Regions from separate parts of the Mus musculus genome. Here all the other regions are linked to region 1. Evidence: chromatin contacts called from public HiChIP or PLAC-seq data. All regions are on one chromosome and are shown on one strand. Each heading gives the region's core, a stretch centred on a gene start, on an enhancer-like site or on the middle of the called end of the contact. The rest is flanking DNA. Distances are from core to core; before and after follow the strand shown. Region 1 overlaps Vgll4 (vestigial like family member 4). Region 2 overlaps Gm36355 (a long non-coding RNA gene). Region 3 has its middle 19 kb from the start of Gm36301.

Region 1 (4,330 bases), core at 1,150-3,649:
ATTTTAGGAGATACAAATCCCCTTAGTATTTGAAAAGCCATACTGTCTTGATTCACAACCAGGCACAAATTTGTCTCTCAGCTCAATGCCCCTGACAACAGCCCAAAAAGCCAGACTGACTGTCAAAGCAGATCTGTGTCACAGCCCTCATGAACACCTAACTGTGAAACACATTTTGAGAGTTGCAGCTTGGGACTGGAGAGGTGGCTCAGTGGTTAAGAGCACTTGTTGCAGCATCCATGTTGGGCAGCTCACGACTGCCTGTAACTCCAGCTCGAGGGGATCCAACAATTCTTCTGGCCTCCATGGGCATTGTACGCGCGCGCGCGCGCGCACACACGCGCACACACACCACACACACACACACACACACGTTTCAAAAAATGTAATAAAAACAGCAACATCAGCTTGTCGACAGCAGTTTTGTGCACTTTCTTATAAAGGTATGGGGTTGAGTTCCTGAGAATCAAAGGGCCTTCCGAGTTTTAACTTCCCTGTGGGGATTGCTCACGATCAGTTTCCCTCTCTCTGCTGTTTATAGCAACTTTTCGTTTTAAACTCTACCCTGAGGAGCTAGTGCTGGCAAACCTTGTTGATGTCAAATGTCCCCTGCTTGGCAGTGGCTGCATGCCCAGACCATGTTCTGAGAATGGCAGGCTGCCTGCTGTATTGCCAAAACTTTCCACACAGAGTTTTGCAAGGGGCCGGGCCAGGCGCCAGGGAGCTGGGGGACTGTGGAGACCACAATGGGGCGCTCCTCCCGCCTTCCCGCCCGACTGCTGATAACATCCTAATTTTCTTTGCATAGGTGAAGCTTCCCTCAGGGGAGAACCCAGGATGCAGACCCTCCCGGTGGCCTCTGCGCTCAGCAGTCACCGCACAGGCCCGCCTCCCATCAGCCCCAGCAAGAGGAAATTCAGCATGGAGCCCGGGGACAAGGACTTGGACTGTGAAAACGACCACGTCTCCAAGATGAGCCGCATCTTCAGCCCCCATTTGTAAGTTCCACCCTCTTTGGGATCTTGCCTGCTCTGGGCTGGGCTGTGTTTCCCTTCACCTTTCCTCCCATCACGTCATCATGATTTCCTTAGTTATTGATAGAGGACGTTGTTTATAAAAGATAGGTGGTGTTTATATGACAGGAAGGTGTCGAGCTGACTTTAGTGACTGGTGCAGAGATGACATCTTATTTCTTTTCAACTCCGACAACCTCTCATGTTGGAGGGGAGCAGCCCTGAAGGTGAACTATGGGTGCTGTTTGGAAAACTTGGCTTTTGCTTGCCAGTCTCCTCTGCTGGCCATTATGCAAATCGATACTGGGTGTTTGTGAGTTACCCAAGTGGAAGGCTGTTGCATGGGCGTTCAGTATTGCACCCTGTTGTGACCATGCACCGCACTGTGCAGCTGGGGGTAGCCTGGAGCCATGGTGACATCTCTTGGTGTCAGATCCTTGATTGGCATTGCAATTGATTGGATTACCCTAGTGTCTTCTCTGATCCTCATTCTCTCTCTCTCTCTCTCCCTCTCTCCCTCCCTCCCTCCCTCCCTCCCTCCCTCCCTCCCTCCCTTCCTCCTCCTCCTCCTCCCCCTCCTCCTCCTCCTCCTCCTCCTCCTCCCCCTCCTCCTCCTCCTCCTCCTCCTCCTCCTTCTTCTTCTTCTTCTTCTTCTTCTTCTCTCTCTCTCTCTCTCTCTCTCTCTCTCTCTCTTTCTTTCTTTCTTTCTTTTCCAGACAGGGTTTCTCTGTATAGCCCTGGCTGTCCTGGAACTCACTCTGTAGACCAGGCTGTCCTCGAACTTAGAAATCCACCTGCCTCTGCCTCCCAAGTGCTGGGATTAAAGGCGTGTGCCACCACTGCCCTGCCTGCCTGCCTGCCTGCCTGCCTTCCTTCCTTCCTTCCTTCCTTCCTTCCTTCCTTCCTTCCTTCCTCTCTCTCTCTCTCTCTCTCGCTCTCTCTCTCTCTCTCTCTCTCTCGCTCTCTCTCTCTTTCTTTCAAACTTTATTTTCTTTCTTTTATTTTTTTAAAGATTTTATTTATTTTTATGTGCATTGGTGTTTTGCCTGCATGTATGTCGATAGGTCTTCTGGAAGAGCAGCCAGTTCTCCTAACTGCCTAGCCTTCTCTCCAGCCTATCTCTTAAACCCATTTTCAACTCAAAGCGGCTTAAGCTGGCGTTCTCTGAATCTGTGACATGGTCTGGCCGGCTAAGACAGTGTATGTCACATTGCACTTTCAGGACTTGGTGTCTGGGCTGTGGCAGTTGTGTAGCCAGTCCGTGTCCCCATGTGCAGATGAGTGGTTTGTAGTCACTGGGATTGCTCCCCAGCCCGGGCTGGCTGATGCTGGCAGCAGCAGGTGCAGTGCAGGGTCCCTCCTGCAGACCGCGCTCTGTAGCTGGAGGCGGCTCTGGCCTCTGCTGCCTCAGCCCGCGTCCTCACATTCCGCGCATGCCAATCTGCCTGCTCTGTTGTGTTCAGTCATAAGACACTGACAGAGGTATTTATCCTCAAATAAATCACTGTAGTGTTAGTCAGAGGCTGAGCCTGCAGTCTGGAGCCTGGAATTTGCTACACTCAGGAATCTAGCAGCGGAGGCTGCGCAGAACAGCGCCCTCTCTCACTCACTGCCTGGGAGGGAATCAGATGGCGCTCCTCGCTGAGAGGCCTGGCATCCATGCTTGTACTACCCTCCATCCAACTTTCCCAAACCCAAATGAGAGACTCTTGACCCTTTGTTTTATTTTTTCAAGGGAGGGGAAGGGAAGAAGAGGCAGCCTTGTGACTGTGTAGACTGGGGCCATGCTTTAGTTGAAGTCCTCCTGCTGTGGCTTACCAGCTGTGAGACCTGGTGTTTCTGGGCCCCATGTCCTTACTGTCAGATGGCAGTGATCGGGCTGGCAGACTGAGAATCTCAGAGTTAAATCAAGGAAATACTCAGGTGGATACTATTATTCATAACCTCACTGTGCAGATGTTGGCTGTGGGGACAGCAGAAAACACGAGTGTGATGAGTGTTTGAGAATGTGTGTCTTAGGCTGGGTACTCTGGCTCAGATGCCACCTTCTTCTTGTCCCACGGGGCAGTGAGTATGCCTTCTCATTAGATTATTGTAAGGATCTAGTGCAGTGCCTGGTGGCCCGGCTTCCGTGACCCAGAGTGGCCTTGAACTCACTAGGTAGCCCTGACTAGCCTTGAACTCTTGATTCTCCTGCCTCTGCCTTCCCATCATGGGGATTATGGACGGGCACCATCATGCCTGGCTGTAGTTAAAAACATTAGAGTATTAAAATAGTTGAGAAATCATTTTGTAGCTCCTTGGTGATTGAAAACAAGAGCTTGAAATACCGGTCTGTGTCGACACTCTAAAGAGCTTTAAGCCTACAGGATGGTGAGGGGTAGCAGTGGTATGGCTGAATGGCAGCATCTGCCTGGTGCCCATGGTCCTCACGTAGCCCCCAGCACTGTGGAAATGAGAGAAGAATCGTCAGATTTGGTGCTCAGCTCCCAGTTAGCATCATTATGCAAAGTTTGAGGAAAACTAGAAACTGTGCCCTCATTCTGCCAGGCTCTCTGGGCTCCCAAAGGAAAATCCAGGTAGGTGGATTTTCCCCATTTAAAAAAAAATTATAGTAAAATACACATATAAATTCTGTGTGCATGTTCATGTATGTGCATGAAGGTGCACATATGTGTAGGTGTGTGTGGAGACCAAACATTGACACTAGGTGTTTTCTCAATCTTGCTCACTCGTGTTGTTGGTACTTGGCATGTATGTTGATTGACTTGTAGATGTGTCTTGTTTGAGCTGTGGCGTGTCCCTCTTTATTTTGTGACTAAGAGGACATTAGGGCCACTATCTATGGGGTCAGAAATGACCCTAGTGTATTTGTATCTTGAAAGAGAATGTGAGGTGTTCTGGCTTTCTAGAATTTGCTAATGGTGTGTAGGCAAAGCATGCCTTGTTTGCTTTATCATCAAGGGGATTGCGCTGATGCTGAGGAGGGCACGTTGTTGAAACACAGTTTGAGCCACGAGCAAAGAGGGGCTTGAAGATGTGGTCCTCTGACCCCGTGGTGTGATGCTGACCAGGGCAGGTAGAGCCAGTAAGGAGTCCTGAAGTACAGTGGGAGCTTTGGGGGACAGGGGTACCCCTCAGGATTGCTCTAGTGCTTGGTCCTTGTTACCTGTCTCAAGTCTACCCTGCCAATTTTCTTGCAAGACTGGTGGCTCTGAGGAAGACAATTACTTCTGAGAAAATGTGCTGAGAACATGGATGTCAGGGAGTTGCCTGGGTGGGGCGGGATTACTGCCATGGAGGGAGGGGTTAGTGCA
Region 2 (4,330 bases), core at 547-3,046, 640 kb before region 1:
GATCCTGCTGGAATTCAGGGAATTCCTGTCCTGCTCACTGTGTGGATGGAAAGATGATGGAAGGTCCTATCCTAAGAACTGCAGTCAATATAGCAAGGGCTTTGACTGAATATTATAGAAGCTGAGTTTCTCAATGCTGGGTCTCACACTGGTAAAGACAACATTCATGAATATAAAGTTGGGGACCCTCAGATCTGATTCTACAAAAGCTCACCACTGGTGTTGTGACTTCAGACCAGTGGCTTGGTCCCTCTGAGCCCCAACAGTTTCCTTGTCCCTACCCTACTTGGCTTGGAAGTGGGCAGTGGTAATAAAGGTTCACAGCACTGAACCTGGACTGTTGAACCCTCTGTGACTGGTAGCATGGGCTTCTGCCCAGCCAGGCATGTCCCCTCCCACAATCCTTCCATTCTCTTCTCGAGCTCTCTCCATGGCACTCTGGCTGCATGGTGACACTACTAGTGTGTGTCTTCCTGAGGTCCCGTGTCCCAGTCTGTAGCTGCTTGGGGGACATGCTGAGAACCAACAGTACCCATCTTCCCTCTACAGGGAAGCTCCTAAGGGCGAGGGCAGCACTGAGGTTGCTTGCTCATGGGGCCACCAGAACCCTGTTCCCCTACTTCTAGTGGGGTATATCTCTCTAGCCCCAGAAAGCCCACTCTGCCATGTTCCGTGGTGTTCTTGACTGGGTAAACTTTGAAGGAGAAGAGATCGTGGACATCTCAGGGACTCTTGCTCTAGGAAGTGCTGAGGTGGGTGGCTAAAGACCCAGGTGAGCAGGGGGCCAGGGCTGGGGCTGGGCTGGTGAGATGATAGCCAGTTGTCTAGGTGACTCATTTGTACCAACAGGCTGGTGAGACATAGAGAAACCCCGGTACAGGAAGATGAAGCAGGATAACAAGCCTGGGGGATCTTTGAAACAGTCAACTTGGGCCCCTGGTTGCTACTAGCAGAACTCAAAGCCTACTATGACCTCAGGCACAGGGCTTGCCTGCTGGAGCTTTATCTGTCTCATCTGACAGATGGGGATAGGAGCTCCCCCCTCCACAGTCCTTGCGATGGGTTGAGACCCCCTTTTGTAGTACGTCATGGCACTTGCATAGGACCCGCCTGTACACATCCTTTTGAGACCCTTAAATCTTGGGTTGCATCAAATACTGGATGAGGAGCACGTGCTAGAGAGATAGACAGTTTACTGTGTTTAGGGAACAACTGCACAGAGAAAGATTTGTGCGTGTTCAGTACAGATGCCATCTTTAACCTTGGAAAGTTTCAAGACATGTCGGATGGAGAAACTGCAGATAAGGATGGCAGTGAGCTACCTGTTGGCTCACTCTGAAGACACAGGGTGGGAGTGTGAGCAGTGTGCACAGGGCCTGGCTCCTGGGCCTTCTGTTAGCCTTACTCTGGCTCATACATATCTTCAAAGTTGCTCCCTGTTTGCCTTTGTGCCCACAGGATCCCCTCTTTTTCCCTAAGAACTGTGGAGGACTTGAGGGGAGTGCAGGAAGGCAGGAACAGCCTGGAGCTGTCCTGGTCTCGCTATTAGTAAAGTGTGTCGCCTCTGCACTGGCACAGAGAACAGAGGAATTAGCAAATCTATTTTTTGCAAATTTAACCAGATCCTCTGCGCCCCATTATGACTTAATTTAGACTTTTAAAATCTATATAGCTTTCTGTTTGTTTGCTTCCAGGTTGTGATATAGATGAAATGAATGGCAACCCACATTAACCGCAGGCTGAACAACCCCCCTGGAATGTTTGCTGAAGAGCAAGGCAGTGGAGGCTGGCCCACAGAGGAGCCCTATCGCCAGCCATCAGCAAAGACCAGACCTGGTGGAGACTGGAGGACACGCCTGATAACTCAGTGCCCTTGAGAGCTTTCTAGGTGCCTCCAGGCTGCTCCAGTCCTGTGTGTGTGTGTGTGTGTGTGTGTGTGTGTGTGTGTGTGTGTTGTGTGTGAGAAAGAGAGGGATACAGTCCCTGGTAGGTAGCAGTACTCTTAAAAGCTCCTACCACATCCATGACCTTGGCACTAACAGGAAGCCAAGCCTTTGTGGACAGATCCCATGAACTTGAACAAGGAGTTTATATATCAAATGGCCTCATAGAGCTGTAAGAGGAAGCCCAGATGAATCTTTCTTGAATGGACAAATGCTTTCATGTAAGTAGGAGGTGGATTAGGTTCTGGAACTGCCCTGTCCCTCTCCATTTACCCCACTCTTCTCTCTTCTCCTCTGATTTCTTTGTGGTGCTGGAGGTGGACCTCGGCACTTCACATGTTAGACAAGTGAAGTGTACCACTAAACTGTATCTCAGTCTCAGATGGAATTTTCTTAAGGAAGTCCAGGAAATATTTCAAATAGGCAACAGAACCTAAGATTTGTCCATATTGACAATTCCCAACTCAGCGACCAACCAACAAATTAACCAACCAGCAGCCAACCAGCAAATCAAGCAACTAGTTGAACCACCAAGCAACCAGCCAACCATCTAAGCCACCAACCAACCAACTAATCAGCTGACCCAGAAACCAAATAGACAACCAACTGTACAGTCAACCAACCAACCAAGTAAACAACTAATGGGATAACCATCATTCAACAACCAATGAATCAATGGACTGAACAACTAAACCAACTGGTCATCCAACCAATTGACTAACCAACTGAACAATCAATCATCTAACCAACAGAGCCACTAATCAACCAACCAACCAACCAACCAACCAACCAACCAACCAACCAACTAACCTAGCATGAAAACAACTAAGTAACCAATAACCAAGAAGTAGAACCACTAATTGAAATATTCACTGGGTTGGAAAGAAATCCCCTCTTCCAGTGTTTCTGCCCTTTGTCTCCCCCGAGCTCCAGTAGCGTTGCCTGTTCCTCAGACACCTTCTGGGCCATTCTACCACTGCCTGTTTCCATTCCTCTAGAAATTGCTGTGCAGGGCACCTCTGTCCCTTGCACCACTGGTCACAGGCTTCTCACCTGCAGCCAGTGCACAAACAACATGGCTAGAAAGGCATACAATGAAGGGCCCAGTCCCCCCCATCTGACTTTTGAGGAATTGTGTGTGTGTGTGCGCTGTTGTTGTTGTTTTCTGGTCTCCCACTTCTCCAGGTGGAGAGTGCCTACCTGGGTCCAGACAGACAGATTCCCTGACTTCTTTGCCCTGAGTTCCATCCCTGCTACCACATTACCCTGACATGGTGGTACAGACTTGTAATCCTAGGATTTGGGAGGTGTAGACTAGGGGTTCAGGACCATCCTTGACTACCTATGGAGTTTGAGGCCAGCCTAGACTCTCTGAGATCCTGTCTCAAACAAACAAACAAACAAACAAACAAACAAAACCATACTGCAAACAAGCAACAACGCAAAGCCTGCCTGTAGTTTGCCGGGTATCAGTAGCAGAAAGTCAAGTGTGCTTGGGTTGGGAGGGGGGAGGAGCTCCACTTATCTTTGGTTTCCTTTAATTAGTCTTCCCACTTGCCACCACAGGTCACAATCCTTAGGAAGTGTCCCAGACACTGCCTGGACCGGCGGTGGTTCCCGGAAGTCACTGCTCCCAGGTCAGGTGCCTCTTTCTTCCCTCCCACCTGACCTGGGCTGCAAAGGAGCCTCCCTGGCTGTGCGCTGACTTCACCTTCCCCCATGTTCTCGATACTAAATAAGTATATTATGTACAAAATATTGCTATCATCTAGAAAATATCTCCCCAGGAAGGATTAAACAGTGACACATTAAAACCTTTTAAAATGCAGGTATGCATCAGCGGGCCACAAAGACCCCGTGGGCAAACAAGTTAGTGGGGCTTCCAGTCAATGCTGGCTCTGTCGAAGGACAGGGTACTGTACATTTAGGGATATCCAAGAATCCTGACTCTGGGACAGCTTGCATGGTTGCTGTTGGAGGAAGGAAAGCACTGGAGGCAGTGAGGGTGTTCTGACAATCTAAGTGGGTAGTTCAGACGGTAAAGGGTTTGTATGGAAGAGGACCTGATTTCAACCTCCAGAACCCACGTTTAAAAACAAAGTAGGCACCGGGCAATGGTGTTACACACCTTTAATCCCAGAACTTGGGAGGCAGAGGCAGGCGGATTTCTGAGTTCCAGGCCAGCTTGGTCTACAGAGTGAGTTCCAGGACAGCCAGGGCTGCACAGAGAAACCCTGTCTCGGGGGTGGGGGTGGGGGACAAACAAAAACAAACAAACAAACAAACAAACACTCAACCAACCAAACAAAGTAGGCATTGTGGTGTGCTTTGTAATCTCAATGTCTGGGAAGGCAGAGACAGGCAGATCTCTGGGGCTCTCTGGCTAG
Region 3 (4,330 bases), core at 461-2,960, 610 kb before region 1:
CCATGGAGGCCTCTAACCCTCCACCCTGGGGGTCATTGGCCCTGCCAATTTGAAGGGTTGTCAGTGTTACCGATCCAGAAGACTAAGTTCCAGTCTTAGCGTCATTGCTTACATGCCTTTGAAGAACTTTGAAATGGATACAGTCCTCACTGTTGAAATGGGTTGACACATGTCTCTGTCTGGGATGACTTAAGAACTGGCAGCTGGTTGGGAGTAACTTCTCCAATGGCCCCAGCACAAAAATAGTGCCTGATAAATATTTGGAGAATCTTTTCAGGGATAAAAAGAAAATAAGAAAAAAAAAATGTGTCAAGCTGCCTGTCGACTTCAGTGGGGGAGATGGGGCCTGGAGAGTCAAGATGGCTCCTCTACTGCCCTTTACTGTGGTTGATGCGTGGTTGGCAGTACTTTCTCCCATGACCCTCCTGTATCTTCCAGCTCATCGCACCCTGAAGATCCAGATTCCCATTGCATCCCATAGCGATTTAGACACCTGACCTGGGGTCCTGCAGGTAATCTTTTCCCAGGAGGTGAAGCACCACCACACAGCTTGTGTGACCAAGTCAAAACTTGATCATTGTCTTCTGCACTCCCCAAGACTGTTCCCACATCTGTCTGTTCCCTCTGTTTCTATGACCAAAGCCATCCCCTCCCACCGCTGCTACCACTTGTGGTCTTCCCATCACCCTTGTCTTCCCAGTGGCTGGCCAAGGGATCTCAAGTCGAGTATCAGCTATGCTACTTTCTAGCTTGGAAGGTCGGATCTCGGATGTTCCCCCAAAGCCTCACGTGTTAAGGTCTGGTTTCCAGGGTGATGGCTCAAGGAGGACGACAGGGGAACTTTGAGAAGCAGGACCTTGGAGGCCTTAGGTCATCATGTGTATTCCTGAGGGGACTATAGATAGGGCCTCAGCTTGCTCCTCTCATTGTTTTCTGGTTTGCAATATAGCCACCACTGTGCACAACCTCATCACAGCCCCAAGCAATGTGACCAACCAGCCATGGATTTGAAAGCCCTGAACCTGAGCCAGAACAAACCTTTCCCTTTACAGATGTGACTTTCTCAGGAAAGCAAGCATAGCTGCTGAAGGTCTTCTATGGCTTCCCACTCTCCCTAGGATGAGCTCCAGCCTCACTGGTCTGGTTTGCCGAGCTCTCTTAGCCTGATTGATTTTGTTCTGCTGCTCTGACTCGCTTCTTCCAAGTGCCCTAGGCTTAGTGAAACAGAAACACTGCTTTCCCCATATGCCTTTGCACACGAGCCCCTCACCTAGCGTTTCTTTCTTTCTTGTTTCATAAATCCTCCTTTGAGACTTGGTCTCCAATGTCACCTCCTCTGTGAAGCCAAGTTGACTTTCTTCCCCACTTTCACGGGACTGGAAAGCCCATAGCTCAGCCTGCCTGGGAAATTTCAAATAATCCCTTCTGATATTAGGTGGCAGCTGACACCAGCTGGAAGATGAGGTTATCTTCACTTGCAATCTGTCCCCAGCACTAACCCTTGGGGTGGGGGTGGGGAGCAGAGTGGGCAGTGCTGGCCCTGCTTTACCTCCGTGCCTCCTCACTGTGACCCCCGGGGGTAGCTGTGCATTCCTTAAGCTACATAAGAAGAGTCCCAGGAAGGTTCCAGAAGTCCTGCCCAAGGTCATCCGGCCTCACCCACCCTGCCTCCAGCCCTCTGGCTTCCTCTGCTTGCCAGGCTGTCCTGTGGCTGCCAGCTTCTGTGTTTATCTCCATGAAAGTGAGTTCCTTGGTGGCCTGAGTCACACCAGCCTTATCTCTGTGTCCCTAGAGGCTGAGGAGAGCTGGGGACAGGCAAGGCCAGTGAATATTTACTGACACTGGGCTCTCCTTTTTCCTTGTCCTGCTTCTGCTGACCTCAGGTCACCCCCACCCCCCACCCCCCACCTTCCTCTCCCCAAGCTCTGCTCTTTAATGGTAGCTGTGCTTGGCTAGAAGAGACTCTCACCCGTGTGACATTCAGCAACTCAAGTCTTTTCTTTAAAGGCCGATAGGGCTCGTGTTTCTTAGAGTGGGGTGCACAGCCCTGTCCTAGGGGCATATGAAGCCATAAGAGGAAGGGAACACCCCATTTTGGGAAGAGCTTTTCTTTTTGGAAGTCCTTGGACTCAAGTGAGACATATTTGGCTTTCAAAGGACAATTTAAGTGTGATTTTGAAACTTAAAAACAACAACAACAACAAAATAAAAAAAATGATAGTCAACTCTTAGTATCCATGGTTTCCACATAAGTGAACTCAAACAATTTTGCATATAATATTAGGGAAAATTGTGTCTGTATTAAGCGTGGGCAGACTTGGGTCATTGTTTCCCAAACCGATGTGGCACCTGTTTACACAGCACCTTTGCTGGGTTGAGTATTTTAACTCAGACATAGTTTTGAACTTACAGAAGGGTGTACGGTGGTCCTATGCAGATACTGTGCTGTCTTACACATCTGTCCCCCGCATCCGTGGCTTTCGGGGCTGGAGCCCAGGCCTGTGTGTTGGTTTTCTTCCTGGCATGTCCTACACATTCATTGCCACCTGTCTCCCTGGGCGGTGCCTCCGCAGACTGTTTCCTTTCTGACCTTCTCCGGGCCCTGCTTCTGGCTTTAGCATCTCTCTGCCCAGAAGCCCCTGCAAGGCTGAAGCGTCTTGGAGGTCTGCGGTCCTCCCTCACCTCCCAGCACTCCTTGATCCCCGTCCTCTGCTGGCTTCTCTGAGCCCTGCCTTCACTCTGCATGTGACCTCTGCGTTAGGGGCTCCTCTGCCTTAGATACCCTTGCCGTGTGCTCCTGGCTGTGTCCTGACCCCAAAACACTGCCTTGCTAAGCTTGAGCCAGGACTCAGGAGGTGGAAGGCAGTTGAGGAGCAAAGACTGCGCGTGGTGTTTGAGAGAATAGTCACCCTCATCAGGCAACAGAGCAAGGAGAAAACCTTGGCTAGCATCTTGTCAGTAGGAGGCAGCTCCTTAAAAAAAAATAGTCCCCCTTCATCAGCAGCTGTCCCACCCCGGGAGCCCTGGGAGGCCTGGCCATAGTGCAGCTTTTCCAAGGCATGTTGCCCACCACTGTGGCAGCAGCGGCAGCGTCGTCGATAACACGGGCTCCTTGGAGGCATAACGTGGGCTCCTCAGAGGCCTGCCTGGAGCTGGCCCATCTGGCAGGCAGGGTGGCCAGGGACCCCAGGCCGAGCTGCCAGCAACTGACTCAGCACAACGCCCTTCTCTAAGCAGTTTGGCTTCGGGTGGGAACCAACCAGCCATCCGGTGTCCCCTCCCCTGCCCTTGGAGGCAGCCAACTCACTCAGGTTGGAGCGGCCCCAGGCCCTTAATGAGCGCAGGCTGCAGCCTGGCCCAGGCCTGGGTGGCTCTGAGTTGAGAACACATGCTCAGGCAGCGAAGGACGTGGGCCTCTGATGGACAGCCAGAGTTCTGTCCTCTGGCCTGCCTCCCTGGGAGGCCTGAAATTTTGGGATGTCAAGGCCAGAAGACAGAACAACTTTTTAGATGTGCAGATAGAGAAACTGAGGCACAGAGAGGAATCAGCTTGCTTGCGACTGCAGCAGGTACACAACCTTGCCAGCATTCAAATGTAATTGATTCCTGCCCCCCTCCCCCACCCCCTCGCACCCCACCCCTAAACCTGCATGCTTTCATTTTCTCAAGTAGCACAACTAAGAAAGACACCTGAATTGTGTAGGCCCCCACCTTTCTTTCTTAAACCTTTAGGCTAGCTCTCTGGATTCACCGGGTGTCAAACTCTCTCGTCTGCTAGCAGCAGTGATAAGGTTTTTGTCCTGGTTCCTTTATTTGATCTTCCAGGAGACATGCAATCTAGGTACCGCTGGTATAGCTGGGAGCAGAGGCCCAGCCTTGCCGCGTGATAAATGAATGGATTTCTCCGGGTCAGATACCAGGTCCCCAGAAAGAACTTGTCCACGGCCTCAGACCGTGGCAGGTTTGTCAGGCAGACCATGGTGCCTCTCATCCGTATTCCATGGTTTGTAGTACTGTGGAAAGCAGGCCCGGGGATCCACATTCCTACTCTTGCAGGAAGCCACTTCTGTTGTCCCTGAGACCAAGCCCTTGGCTCTAAGCAGATCCCAGAAATGACATTCTCCTGGGAACATTTGCCCTGGAACATATTTACAAAACTCCAGAGGGATGCACATATCCCAACCCACTCCCTACAGAGTCAAGTGAGCAATTTTCTTATTCATTATAACCCCTTTGGAAATTCAAACTATGTAATATTTATCTAAAATTAGGAGCAGAAGTCGCCAGAGAAAACCCCGGTGCTTTTTGGAGAGAGCATTCCCTCAGCCTT

The links. HiChIP or PLAC-seq counts read pairs in DNA pulled down with a chosen protein or histone mark.
Region 2: a FOXA1 HiChIP or PLAC-seq map of pancreatic cancer cells shows a contact between it and region 1. The contact joins two enhancer-like sites. A contact is called at or near these places in 1 of 39 promoter capture datasets (hippocampal neurons) and 2 of 115 datasets of contacts at active chromatin or transcription factors (embryonic stem cells and pancreatic cancer cells).
Region 3: a contact with region 1 is called in an HNF4G HiChIP or PLAC-seq map of pancreatic cancer cells. The contact joins two enhancer-like sites.

What each region holds. Positions count from the first base shown.
Region 1 is chr6:114,887,285-114,891,614 of GRCm38.p6, reverse strand. It overlaps Vgll4 (vestigial like family member 4), which reads left to right. Exons shown (of 5, transcript NM_177683.3): 2 at 809-998. Among named protein-coding and RNA genes, the nearest start is that of Vgll4, 32 kb to the left of the region's middle. Within about 2 kb of position 2,399, at least 214 of the 459 cell types and tissues checked have an H3K27ac peak or open chromatin away from gene starts, as enhancers often do. A contact at or near this core is called in pancreatic cancer cells, where this site is marked.
Region 2 is chr6:115,525,132-115,529,461 of GRCm38.p6, reverse strand. Gm36355 (a long non-coding RNA gene) reads left to right here. Exons shown (of 7, transcript XR_869382.3): 7 at 1,695-4,050. Among named protein-coding and RNA genes, the nearest start is that of Gm36301, 7.8 kb to the right of the region's middle. Within about 2 kb of position 1,796, at least 17 of the 459 cell types and tissues checked have an H3K27ac peak or open chromatin away from gene starts, as enhancers often do. A contact at or near this core is called in pancreatic cancer cells, where this site is marked.
Region 3 is chr6:115,498,656-115,502,985 of GRCm38.p6, reverse strand. No RefSeq gene overlaps it. Among named protein-coding and RNA genes, the nearest start is that of Gm36301, 19 kb to the left of the region's middle. Within about 2 kb of position 1,710, at least 43 of the 459 cell types and tissues checked have an H3K27ac peak or open chromatin away from gene starts, as enhancers often do. A contact at or near this core is called in pancreatic cancer cells, where this site is marked.